Regions from separate parts of the Mus musculus genome. Here region 2 is linked to region 1. The links are chromatin contacts, called in public Hi-C maps. All regions are on one chromosome and are shown on one strand. Each heading gives the region's core, a stretch centred on a gene start, on an enhancer-like site or on the middle of the called end of the contact. The rest is flanking DNA. Distances are from core to core; before and after follow the strand shown. Region 1 overlaps Sorcs1 (sortilin-related VPS10 domain containing receptor 1). Region 2 overlaps Sorcs1 (sortilin-related VPS10 domain containing receptor 1).

Region 1 (2,897 bases), core at 234-2,733:
TCAAGAAGATAGACTCCAGAAAATCAAATAACCCTGTCAAAAAATGGGGCTCAGAGCTAAACAAAGAATTCTCACCTGAGGAATACTAAATGGCTGAGAAGCACTTGGAAAAAATGTTCAGTATCCTTAATCATCAGGGAAATGCAAATCAAAACAACCCTGAGAGTCCACCTCACACTAGTCAGAATGGCTAAGATAAAAAATTCAGGTGAGGATGTGGAGAAAGAGGAACACTCCTCCATTGCTGGTGGGATTGCAGGCTTGTACAACCACTCGGGAAATCAGTCTGGCGGTTCCTCAGAAAATTGGACATAGTACTATCGGAGGATCCAGCAATAACTCTCCTGGGCATATATCCAGAAGATGTCCCAACCGGTAAGAAGGAAACATGCTCCACTATGTTCATAGCAGCCTTATTTATAACAGCCAGAAGCTGGAAAGAACCCAGATGCCCCTCAACAGAGAAATGGATACAGAAAATGTGGTACATTTACACAATGAAGTACTACTCAGCTATTTAAAACAATGAATTTATGAAATTCCTAGGCAAATGGATGGACCTGGAGGGTATCATCCTGAGTGAAGATTTCAATGTTAGTACTGATGTTGGAGTCCACCAAAAGACCCTCATTCACAAAGATTACAGAGACTGCCATCACTGCAAACTGAAAGAGGATTTTTATTGATCCAATGCATTGGGACCCCCCCCCCCCAGCATTCAGGCAAGAGGAGAGACTCCTAACAAACAAAGAAAACACTTTTTATACCGTGTAAGGGGCAGATTCAGGCAACAGGGCTAGCTGGCTGATTCTAATTTGTGTAGCAAGTAACCTTTTCAGGCATTGGTTGGTTTGTACCTTTGGCCTAGTGACTCACTCTGCCTGCCCTTATGGTGGGTTATTCAACAAAGCAGCAGTACATTTTGAAGTTATGGTTCAGCTATTAACATCACAACTATTAACGTCATGGGGAATTCTAGAGACAAGGTCGGGGCAGTTTGTGGTTTTTCTCAGAATTCAGTGTGGGGCAGGGTAGGAGAATTTTTCTGGGAACTGCTAATCTTGTTGTGGAAGCTGCAGGCTTAGTCTGGTCTTTTTGACCCCTATACTATATAGTTTGGAAAGTCCCTTCAGAGGGGGAAAGGGCTAGGTAGTCTTGAATTTATTTTGGGTTCTACACTGATACAATAAAAATACTAGAAGAAACTACAGGTGTAGATTTTAATCCAGCAACATGGCTATTCTGGTAAGGGAATCACATCCAAAGACCTAGGTTTATGTGTTCTAGCTGGAATGCAGACATGCCAACCTTTAATCCCTCCAGTTGAAATACAGACACTCCCTTAGTACACACCTTTAAGGTAAAATTAGTTTGTAGAAAGAAGAAGCTTAGTTTGAAAGTAATTTTTAACTGAGGGACAGACAAGATGATGAGTAGAATAGGCCCAACTTTCACATGAACAGTACAGAAAAGATCAGTGCGGGGAGAGAAGATCAGTCGATTGGGAGTTACTGCAGTGAGTGCTGTTCAGTGGAGAGCAGTTAATTTCGTGAGTCCCTGAAGCTCAGCGCAAGTCAGCAGAGGCAGATGAAGCTAGAAAATAGAAGGAGCCAGAAAATCAGAACAAATTTCCAGAGTTCATTTGAGGCCAAGCAGAGCAATTCAATAAGAGACTGAGAGAAGCCAGGTTGATTCAGTCAGCTTGGAGAAGAGTTGGAGCCAGAAGAGCTGAGGTGAACCAGCCAGCCAGAGTTCAGAACGAACTAGAGAGGATGAGCTTATTCAGCAGTAAGCCTCTGAGGTGACAATTACATCTGGATAATGAAAGATATATTTACAACAGGGATTTTTGTTTGTTTGTTTGTTTGTTTGTTTACACCATTAGTCTGAGCATAGATTTTTCCAAAGCCAAAAAGAAATCATAGAACTGCAAAAAACCAGAAAGCCTCTCTATGTTAGAGAGAATAACAGCTACTGTAAGAAATAAGTTAAAGCCTGAAAGAAAATATTTACAAACCATACATCTGATAAAGAGCAAATAGTGAAACTCTGTGTAGGTGTCCCTTCAATAATAAGAAAGCAAATAACCAAGAAAGAGGCAGCAAGGGATACCTGTGCTTAGCCTACTCTTTCCTTGTTATGTACTAAGGGAGTCCTGTCAGGGGACAAGTGACAATAGAAGTGATCCAGTCTTCAACCTTAGAGTCACTGGGGGTGGACTTTGAGATTTTTAAAATTCAGTATCAAGGACAAAATCAATCTCTCTCTCTCTCTCTCTCTCTCTCTCTCTCTCTCTCCATCTCTGTCTATCTGCCTCTTTCTCTGTCTCTCACTCTCTCCCTCTCCCTCTCCCATTGCCTCCTGCTTGTGTATCAGTTGTAAGTGCTCAGCTTCTGATCTTACATCATGTCTGCCTTCCTGCCACCATGCTCCCCACCATGATGGTCATGGACTCACCTCCAACAGCAAGGCTACATGTCTTAATCCTTCTAAGATTGTTCTACTAACTAAGACCAAACATTCAAATATATGAGCCGATGAGGAACATTCTCATTCAAACTACCACGGGCAGCATGTCCTTGGTAAGAGTTATCTCAAACATGTTCGACACTTATCTTCTAAGCAATGGGAGTTAGCCAATGATGGCAGATATTGGATGTCCAGGGAACTCAAAAGTAAATAGTGTTAAAACAATTCCTAGCAGAAGGTCATATCCTATATAAATTTGACTTTAAGGTTAGAAGCCTCCATCTAGGCATTTTGTCTTTGGCAAAGAGCCAACCCTTCTAGGCCTGTGTGTGCTTGCCTTCACCTTGTGTGCTGGTTTGTATGTGCAGTTTCTATACCTGGCCCATGTTTACCTGGGTATGTGTCAGCATCTTCTGACCTAGCAGCCT
Region 2 (2,897 bases), core at 243-2,742, 71 kb after region 1:
CAGCTTGAAACTTCAAAAAGAGCCGTTACCAAGATCTAAGTCTGATTCTAGACAAAATCATCCCGAATGGTTGCTGCACTCACTAAGAGAGAAAAAGAGAATGATTTTACACAAGGATATTAATACTCTGAAACATTGGGAACTCTGTTATTTATATCGCAATAATAGTAGTAGGGGTCCAGTCCAGAGTCAAATATTTGAAACTTTTCTCTCTCATGTGTCATGTAGTGCTCTAAAGGTATAGGTCCTTGAATAGTTTTGCCTTTATGAGGACAGTGACAATAAACAAGTAGGTATTTCCTGAACATGTAGTTTGTGTGGGGCACCCTGCTACAACTGAAAAACCACTATTCTGGTCAATTGTACTAAATATGATACTACTTTTGAGAGAGCTTGTTCTATCCATTTGACAAAAAGGAGATTAGGCTCAGCAATGACTCAGGGTTACACAATTTGTAAGTAGCAATGCAACCTAAGGTGGACACTGTTTGTAAATGTGTGAGCATTCAATGGATTGCCTCATAATGAGTGGTGATTTAGAACTATAGATTCTGATGAAAAAAAAATAAAGAAAAAGAACAGTTGATTTGTAGAAAAGAGCACGAAGGAAAGGAAGAAGAAAGTGAAAAGATAGGAGAGGAATAGAGAGAAAGAATAGTTCACAGTGGGACACAAAGGACACAATAAAGGGACAAGGTTATGGGGACACTCAATGACAGGTGTTAGGTATTACATGCTATACATCCAAAACAGGGTATTCCGGAAGAAAGGAAATGGAGTCTTCGATATAAAGCAAAATATCCAATCTTAACTTATGTCAGAATTCCCACAATAGCCCAAGTCACTTTGCTTCCTGTCTATTAAACATCTCTCCTCTCATGAATGACTTTATGTTTTACCATAAAAATAGAAAAGAAAGAAGCAAGAGAAACAGATATAAAAATCTTTGATCGAATGATAATATTAGTAATCCTACATGCTAGCTCTTAAAGAAGCAGAACTGGTTTCCTAATATATGTATTCTGTGTGTTATTTATATGTGAAAAATATAATCTCATTTTGCTGATGGCACAGCTCTTTTTGTATAAAACTCACCAGGTAATATATAATATTGATTAATGGTTATGAGTGTATCATTTAGTTTACAAACCTAAACATAGTATTTTAAAGGTAAATATATAATTTCAGGGGGCATTTTTATTACTGTCACTTAGAAACCAATTAAATAATTTGGTAATATTTGTTCCACCTTAAAATTTCATGGAATATCAATACCCCCCCTGTTTCACATGTAATCAGAACACATTTCCATGGACATTAGAAACCCCAGAATAAATTCTCTTTTAGATCTCCAAAGATCTATAACTGCCAAAAGGCTACATCATTTAAAAATGTTAGCTGCTCTCAAAAGGAACCATGGTGATGCAAGAAAGAAGCATTTGCCTTCCTAGCTCTTAGGAAACTTCACAAGGATTGATGTTCATTTAATGATGAGAAATCTTTTTATACCACTAGAAATGATTAAGGCAGGTGGGGAAGAGGAGAGCAAGAAAGAAAAGGTCTCCGCACACTTTGACACCGAGTTAGATGAAGACAACACCATTTCTGGGAAACCCTGAAGGTGTGTGCTTGGTTTTCCTTTGAGTAAACATCAAGTTGAAAAATCAAGGAAATGAGCCCACACTAATAAATCATAATGATTCTACCAATCAGTCACGAAGGTAGCCACACTCTTCATCCCTCTCCTTGCACGAATGTCCTGGTAAGTGTATTTTAGTTTTACTTATATTAATGCAGTGTGGTAAAGTGGCATAAATTCCAGGGTGTACTGCAGAAGATTAACGAGGCTTCAGCAGCATGTGGCCTTGCTAATATATTTGGCTGTTAATGCTTTCCTGAAAAGACTATGGAGACCACCAGGGGGTTCTCAGAGAGGATCTGCGGAGTAGTGGAGTGAGAATTCCTTCTGCTGCTGCTGCTCCTCAGGAACATGGGGGGGAAGAACAAATTATGGAGGAATTAGAGCCCCCTGCTAGCCAGGAGGTCTAGTTCATGGGAAATTGTCCTTCTTCCTTCAATTACTTCATGACAGGCATTTGATCATTTCAAGTTGCTTCTGAGAGGAAATAAGAGCGAACACGCTTAATGGCCATGTTGCCGAGCATAATCATGTGTTTATCTGTCGATTTTCCATTTTCCCTTCTCTTTCTTACAGAACCAATTGGTAAAACTCTTTTGAAGAAGTTATGCACTGTGATTGCATTTCCAAAGGTCTGTCTGTGTCTTGGGCTAATTTCATCTTTCAGAAGCAGCACAAAAGGTGGAGAGTTGTTTGTTTTTTAAGGGAAATATCTGTTTTATAAATGCATTACTGTTAACAGGATACTTCAGACTAGCGGGTTAAAAGCAAGCATTTTTTTTTCCTTATGATCCTGGGGTTCAAGAATCTATGAGCAGCCCAATTGGGGGTAGTTACGTTTCAGGCACACATGCTATCAGCACGTTGGTGCTCTGCTTCCCACATGATTTCTTCATACACCTCGTCAGTGTGGTTTAATGGTTAGGGTTCCTACCAACAATGATTTCTCATGAGGTCATTGTCAGTACAATTAAATTATAAGTGTGCCAATCTGCCTTAAGCCTGTAAAAACGTATTTTCAGGCCAAGTTTCATTGTCATGATGGGGAGAATAAGTCTATAAAGATACCACCATCTGAAAAGTTGTTTGATCTTTATTTAGGAGCTGCTGTGAGTGTACAAAAGACAGCTCATGGTTTGGCTTGTTTTAGTGCATTTAAGACAGGGTAAATATATACCATCTGTTGTTCTAGGAATTTCTGGCTTACTTCTTGAGACGATTAGCTTTTTATGTTTATTGTCAAGTTGATATGGTATAG

Evidence for each region. Hi-C and Micro-C count contacts between places; a contact is called where the count stands out from the background.
Region 2: a contact with region 1 is called in a Hi-C map of the 63-12 cell line, with 2.4 times the contacts expected there. The contact joins two enhancer-like sites. A contact is called at or near these places in 1 of 15 datasets of contacts at CTCF or cohesin (pro-B cells), 3 of 484 Hi-C or Micro-C datasets (the 63-12 cell line, Th1 cells and nephron progenitors), 1 of 115 datasets of contacts at active chromatin or transcription factors (astrocytes) and 1 of 9 other capture datasets (liver).

Annotation. Positions count from the first base shown.
Region 1 is chr19:50,269,633-50,272,529 of GRCm38.p6, forward strand. All of the region lies in intron 6 of Sorcs1 (sortilin-related VPS10 domain containing receptor 1), which reads right to left. Among named protein-coding and RNA genes, the nearest start is that of Gm26629, 410 kb to the right of the region's middle. Within about 2 kb of position 1,484, at least 9 of the 459 cell types and tissues checked have an H3K27ac peak or open chromatin away from gene starts, as enhancers often do. A contact at or near this core is called in the 63-12 cell line, where this site is marked.
Region 2 is chr19:50,340,394-50,343,290 of GRCm38.p6, forward strand. All of the region lies in intron 3 of Sorcs1 (sortilin-related VPS10 domain containing receptor 1), which reads right to left. Among named protein-coding and RNA genes, the nearest start is that of Gm26629, 340 kb to the right of the region's middle. Within about 2 kb of position 1,493, at least 2 of the 459 cell types and tissues checked have an H3K27ac peak or open chromatin away from gene starts, as enhancers often do. A contact at or near this core is called in the 63-12 cell line, where this site is marked.